Linked DNA regions of Bombyx mori: region 2 is linked to region 1. A link is a contact called in public Hi-C data. All regions are on one chromosome and are shown on one strand. Each heading gives the region's core, a stretch centred on a gene start, on an enhancer-like site or on the middle of the called end of the contact. The rest is flanking DNA. Distances are from core to core; before and after follow the strand shown.

The links. A called contact is a pair of places that touch in the nucleus more often than the background predicts.
Region 2: a Hi-C map of midgut shows a contact between it and region 1, with 2.1 times the contacts expected there. The contact joins two enhancer-like sites. A contact is called at or near these places in 2 of 7 Hi-C or Micro-C datasets (middle silk gland and midgut).

The regions. Positions count from the first base shown.
Region 1 is chr3:10,701,107-10,704,591 of ASM3026992v2, forward strand. LOC101745441 (protein lin-54 homolog) reads right to left here. Exons shown (of 21, transcript XM_021351721.3): 13 at 2,831-2,901; 14 at 1,337-1,480; 15 at 158-310. Among protein-coding and RNA genes, the nearest start is that of LOC101745584, 9.7 kb to the left of the region's middle. Within about 2 kb of position 1,340, at least 3 of the 8 cell types and tissues checked have open chromatin away from gene starts, as enhancers often do.
Region 2 is chr3:10,824,899-10,828,259 of ASM3026992v2, forward strand. LOC101739047 (ubiquitin conjugation factor E4 B) reads left to right here. Exons shown (of 19, transcript XM_004931647.5): 9 at 645-776; 10 at 1,630-1,827; 11 at 2,947-3,289. Among protein-coding and RNA genes, the nearest start is that of LOC101738816, 13 kb to the right of the region's middle. Within about 2 kb of position 1,308, at least 4 of the 8 cell types and tissues checked have open chromatin away from gene starts, as enhancers often do.

The DNA of each region.
Region 1 (3,485 bases), core at 90-2,589:
AATTTCATTGCACCTACCACTATTTACTCTGCACTACCTTTGGTTGACTGGTAGAGAATGCCTTAGGCATTAAGTCCGCCAATGTAAATTTTACATGAAGTGTAATAAAAAAAAAAAAAAAAAAAACTATTCGATAGGTTTGTTTTAATGCACTAACCATGTTGATAGACGTCTTGATGTCTTGCTCGTATACAATTTCCCTGTCGTCATACTCCTCATGTTGGAAATTCGGTATCACAATTAGCGGGTGTTCGACGTTATTTCCTGTGCTGTTGTCCATACTATCCGCATTCTCACCCATTATTTGACCCTATACATAAAATTTAAAAAGATATAAACAGATGTACATTTAAAAATTTATTAATTTTTGTAGCATAGTTTTCACATTTTTCATTTCATATATTATATACGTATATTTAAAACGAAATTATTATATACGACATTATTTCAAATATGTTTGATGTACTTAGATTTAAAATAACATCGTATTCGTTAAACTCGAAACTAAATTTGATGTCGTCGTGGCCTAACGGATAAGACGTCCGGTACATTCGAGTTGAGCGATGCACCGGTGTTCGAATCCCGCAGGCGGGTACCAATTTTTGTAATGAAATACCGTACTCAACAAATGTTCACGATTGACTTCCACGGTGAAGGAATAACATCGTGTAATAAAAATCAAACCCCCAAAAATATAATTTGTCCGCGCGGGTAGGTACCACCATCCTGCCTATTTCTGCCGTGAAGCAGTAATGTGTTTCGGTTTGAAGGCCATTGTACAAGTGAGACCTTAGAACTCATGTTTTTTTTTTATTGCTTAGATGTGTGGACGAGCTCGCAGCCCACCTGGAGTTAAGTGGTTACTGGAGCCCATAGACATCTACAACGTAAATGCGCCACACACCTTGAGATATAGTTCTAAGATCTCAGTATAGTCACAACGGCTGCCCCACCCTTCAAACCGAAAGGCATTACTGCTTCACGGCAGAAATAGGCGGAGCGGTGGTACCTACCCGTGCGGACTCACAAGGTCTTAAGGTGGGTGACGGAATTTACGTTGTAGATGTCTATGGGCTCCGACAATCACTCAACACCAGGTAGGCCGTGTGCTCGTCCACCCATCTAAGCAATAAAAATAAAATAAAAAAAACAGTTCAAACTGAACATTGAACATTGTCGTATTGCTGTCACATAAGCAACCATTTCCACCACGCACACTTTCGCTTGCGTTGAATTTCAAACGTTGCGTTTTGGGGTCAACGGCGCTAACCACAGCACTAGAGAAGTCGCACTTCGAAGTGTAGACACGTAATAACTAGTGCGTAAAGGAGGATACCTCCAGGTTGTCTGGCTGCACGTGGTCGCGCAGGGCGGGCTTGACGTCGTCTGGGTCGTGGTCGCGCGGCTCGGGCTCCCGCTTGACGAGCGCGGGGGACAGCGGCGCCAGCAGGCTCTGCGGCGGCCGCGCCGGCGTCGGTTGCTGCGCACAAATATTTCGGCATGTCACATCCACACTACACTAGTCTGAAACACATCACTCATTAGTTTTTTTTTTAAGGGGATTTTATGACCTGGTAACTAAGACCTTTAAGTCAAGTCTTACTTTAATTTATATTCTTTTTTTTTATGAAAAATGATAATATGAAGTGAAATGAAATGAGATGATATGGTATGGTATAGTATGAAATATAATCTCAGTAAAATGGTGGTCATTTACTGAGACTTTTTCAGTGGACTTTTTGGAAGATCCCGAGAAGTTACGTTCAACGGCTTTATTTGATTTGCCCATATTTGTGCACTTTCAGATACTAAACAGTTAATAAACTACCGTTATTACACATTTAAACCTGAAGAAACACTAAATAGACAAAATAAAACAAATCACACAACTTTCCGCCAAAAACTTCTCACTCATTATTAGAAAGAAATACAAGCACTTCCTTTCCGTTCGTATCGACATTTATAAGTGTTAATTAATATCTCCCATCTTCTTATTCTTTCTTTCCTATTACCCTCTGCTGAGATGTAGGGCTCAAAGTAGGGCGATCTTAGGTAGTCTGTTCTAGCTCCTCCCACATCATGCTCAAGACGCCTAGCTCCTGCGTCACCGAGCGACGCCAAGTTGCTCGTATATATCGCCAGATACAACATAATTTTAACAATTTCATTGGCAGTTTCAACTCATCCACAACGAACATTACATATTATCTAAAAAGAACTGATGCGGCGTGGGCCTTCATTAGTGTCTAAGGATTCAAAGAAGAGCTTGACATCAGATGAGCTGTGAGTTCGTCTGCACAAGACAGTAACTAAACGAATTCTAGGACGTAGTGATTTCAAATCTGTAAAAGTATCCTAAGTTATAAAAATAAATCGTATTAAGAAGTTTAAAAATTAAAACATGCTTAAAGATTAAACTGGTCAAAATGACAGAACGAAGTTATAAAAAAAGTATTATATCCTAATCGGTTTTTGGTGCATGTAAAAATTATCAAATTAATTGGACGTCTTAACGTCTGTGAAAATGATGTTCAATTCCATACACATACCAAACAACTGAAATCGATTTGAAATGTATAAATGATGACACGTTTAGAAGTCGAACTTGTTATGACATTCCAAAATTTCCATAGGACTTATCGAGTTACATTAATTATTAGAAGAAATATTTATAATCGATATATTCTCGTGTTTAAATTATCATTAGTTTTATGTAAACTGTGAATACTCGACACGTTGAGCGAAGGTGTAAATGAAGTATTTCGACTTGACATTCAACAATTTTTTTTAAGTAATTTTGTTTACAGTTCCTAAAAGAGGACAAACTCACCGTCGCGGCGGCTCCACTCTTGCTGGTGAGCGGAGCTATCCTCACCAGCTTGCGATCGGGTTTCACGGTCACTGGGCCACGGAAACGAAATAAAAACATTTTAAAATCTTAGTCAGAAATTACATTCAAATTAATATTATGTTTACGAAATGACTGAAATGACACAAAGATGACTTAATTTCGAATTTTCAAAACGAATTAAAACATGTTCTGGATTTTAGAATTTAAATGTGTTGGAGTTTGAATATGTAAGCAATGGCAGGTAGCACTTGACACATGTAAGGTTACAGATTTCGAATATTGGAATGCTTATTTAAATGTTTAAAACACAATGACTTCTCATCTAGACACGGTCAGAGTAACATCTTAGAGTTTTATAAAAACTAGTGGTCCCGCAGTAGTCGAAATTCGACTATAATTAATTTAAATTATAAGTTTGAACATTATTAAAGTTCTATTGTCAAAGGCTATTCTACTCCTAAAATCACAGATTTTGCCAAGTTTACCCTATAAACAAATAATATTAAATATATACAATATTAACCTATTCTCTATTCGACCACAGACTGAGCAATAACAAAAGATTGACAATAAACATGGAGCTTATATATGTTAGTGTGTGTATCAAATACATGGTAGGGTGTATAATGTTTTT
Region 2 (3,361 bases), core at 58-2,557, 120 kb after region 1:
AGTTATGTTATATATAACCACTCACCAGCTAGATTAACTGGTGGTAGGACCTCTTGTGAGTCCGCACGGGTAGGTACCACCACCCCGCCTATTTCTGCCGTGAAGCAGTAATGCGTTTCGGTTTGAAGGGTGGGGTAGCCGCCTGTAACTATATTGAGACCTTAGAACTTATACCTTAAGGTTGGTGGCGCATTTACGTTGTAAATGTCTATGGGCTCCAGTAACCACTTAACATCAGGTGGGCTGTGAGCGCGTCTACCTATCAAAGCAATAAAAAAATTGATGGTCAGATCTGGTGAAGAAAGGGTTTGTGGTAGTATATACCATGCGGTCCATACCACCCATAATCGTTCAGTGTGGAGGAAAGTCACATTTGGTCGCGATCCTCGGCAGTGAGGACAATGATGAAGAAGAAGAACCACTCACCGACGGGCCTATGCTCGTCTACCTAGAAAGGAAATAAAAGAACAAGGTTGAGGAGTCCTTTGCGGTTATATCGGCATTGCCAATGTCCAAGAGCGGCGGTGGTCACGTACGATCTAAATCGATCTGGAAGCCGCATTCATGAATTCCAAGACCATACATACCTATATATAAAAAAATCCACGAAAAATAGTAAATAATTTTGATTCTTCAATTTACAGCGCTTTCCGTGACCTACAGAAGGTAATCGAGGAACTGATGGCTGCAGAACCACAATGGAGAAACAGTTTTTCAGCTCTGCGGAATCGAGAACTACTGAGACGTTGGAGAAGGCAGATCAAACGTCTACACAGGTAGTTTTTTTTATTGCCCTTGTAGACAGACAAGCATGCGGCCCACCTGAGGGTGTGTGGTTACCGTCACCCATGGACTTCTGCAATGCCAAGGGCAGAGTCAAGCCACTGCCTACCGTTAAGTACTATCCACAACCCTCGTTTGAAGAAGGACATGTCATAGCATTCGGGAAACACCGTGGAGGGGAGCTCTTTCCAAAGCCGGATGATACGTGGCAAATAAGATCTCTGGAATCACACTGTGGATGAACGCAGTGGTTCTAGGTAGTATGGATAAACTCTATTCCGGTGGCGGGCGATGCGATTGTAAAATTAGATGATGGGATCATCTTAAACAGGTATAATAATATGTCGTAAAGCAGGGGGGATGGCCATTATTCAAGAAACAAACATGTCGAACGTCCACTATCCTCTTGTCTAATTTTGCTGCAAAGCCCTCGTGCGTTCCAATTCCAAATGCGGGACAAGGGAAGGAGGGTCGTCGTACCCTCTTGCGGGGGCACGGAGTGGGCCTTGGAGGAACCCCTCTGCCCGGGCTGAATCTCCCTGCCTAATGAGGTGGGGGTGATGCGCTGCAGGATGTTGTAGGGCAGGCTTGAGGTAGTGATGGGTGGGACTTTCCTTCTTCTTCCCTCTTCTCTTCTCTTCTTTCTTGCGTTTTCAATCTTCAGCAGGGGCGGCTGCTACTCTCCTCCATATTTTTTTTGTGGGACAGTCGTTATTCTCACTTAATAACTTAACCCCAGGTGGTCGTGAGATCGTTGACCCGTGTAAGCGATAACAGAACCTATGTCGCCTCTCTTGTTAAGACCCGGTACAGGTTGTCACATAACAGTTTGTCGGTGGGTGCTAGATCGAAGCAGTGCGCGGAGACGGCGCTGCTGGAGGGCGAGGTGATGCGGCGCAGCGTGCAGTTCTACTCGTCAGTGTGCGCGCTGCTGTCGCGGCAGCTGGACGCGTCCGCCGGGGAGGGCCCGCCGGCGCTCGCCTTCCGCGCCACGCCCGAGTGGTACGTCGAGGACGTCGCCGAGTTCATGCTCTTCGCTGTGCAGTGAGTCTCATAAACTATGCTTTTAGGTTTTAGCATGTCTGGTAACATTTTGTTTTCTTAAGTTTTAAAGTGTAAAGTGAAAATATATATTCAGGAACTAGCTGACCCGGCAGACTTCGTAGTGCCTCAATCGATAAATAAAAGACCTAAACTTTTGTATAAAATAAACTTAAAATATACAAAAGGAATCTCGCCGACGGGGGACACAGCTAAGGAAAAACAAAATTGTTATTTTTATTTAATTCCGAGCATTTTCATATCCACCTTTCAAACCTTCCCTGGACCTCCACAAATAATTCAAGACCAAAATTAGCCAAATCGGTCCAGCCGTTCTCGAGTTGTAGCGAGACTGAACGAACAGCAATTCAAATTGGAAGTTTATTTTGTATGAAAAGCTATAATCCAGATTGTGTAAGCTCCTCCTTGCGTAGATAATCTTCAAAGCTGACGGTCGTGGCCTCGTCTAACAACATTCTCCTGTATTATACAAAAAATGTATAAGCTTAATATCTGCTAAAACACAATAGAGGTTGACACCGGAATAATAATAATAACTAGTGGTCGCCCGGTAGTCGAAATTCGACTATAATTAATTGAAATTATAAGTTTGTACACTATTGTGGTTCTATTGTCAATATGATACTTCTACTAGCTGTACCCGTCCGCTTCGTTGAGCTTATAAAATTAACATTATTATTTCTCAGCCCCACAAAGATTCTCATTATTAACGCCCCCGCAATTATACTTCTATAATTACAAATTTCGCCTAGACTACAAACTATAGAAAAATATTAATAAAGACAAAGAATATTTAATCTATTCTCAATTTGACCACAGACGTCAAGAACAAAAGTTTGACAGTAAATAAATAGTATGCAAGCATGCGTGTGTATGCGTCAAATACAATGGTAGTGTGTGTAATGTTTTTTTATTGATTTAATGTATTTTTTAGGCATAATTTAAAAAAAATATTAGCCTTCTGCACTCCTCTATATTCTCTATAACTATGGGAAATTTCATAGTCCTCTGTCTGCGCAATTTTCGTAAAATTAAAAGGTGTGCAAAGTTTTTTCTTCACGTGTTAATTTATAGATAATGTTATTTGTTGTCCATTTCCAGATACGTACCTCAAATAGTCGCTGAATACATAGAGGATCCAATCATAACGTGGCTCCTCAGCGCCATCTGCAATTCCCATCTCATCAAAAATCCATATCTTGTTGCGAAAATTGTCGAAGTGCTTTTCGTGATAAACCTTTCGGTTCCGCTGAAGCTGAAAAACGTATACGAAAAGTTCATGGACCATCCGATGTCGCAAAACGAGCTGCCCAGCGCTTTGATGAAATTCTATACGGACATTGAGACTACGGGCCAGAGCACGGAGTTCTACGACAAGTTCACTATTCGATTCCATATCAGTATCATATTGAAGGGAATGTGGGAACGACCCATACATAAACAGGTCAGTGACGAAACTCATTCGGAAATAATCATTTTGTTTAATTAAATAATTTAAGTGTAAAATCTAAAGGCA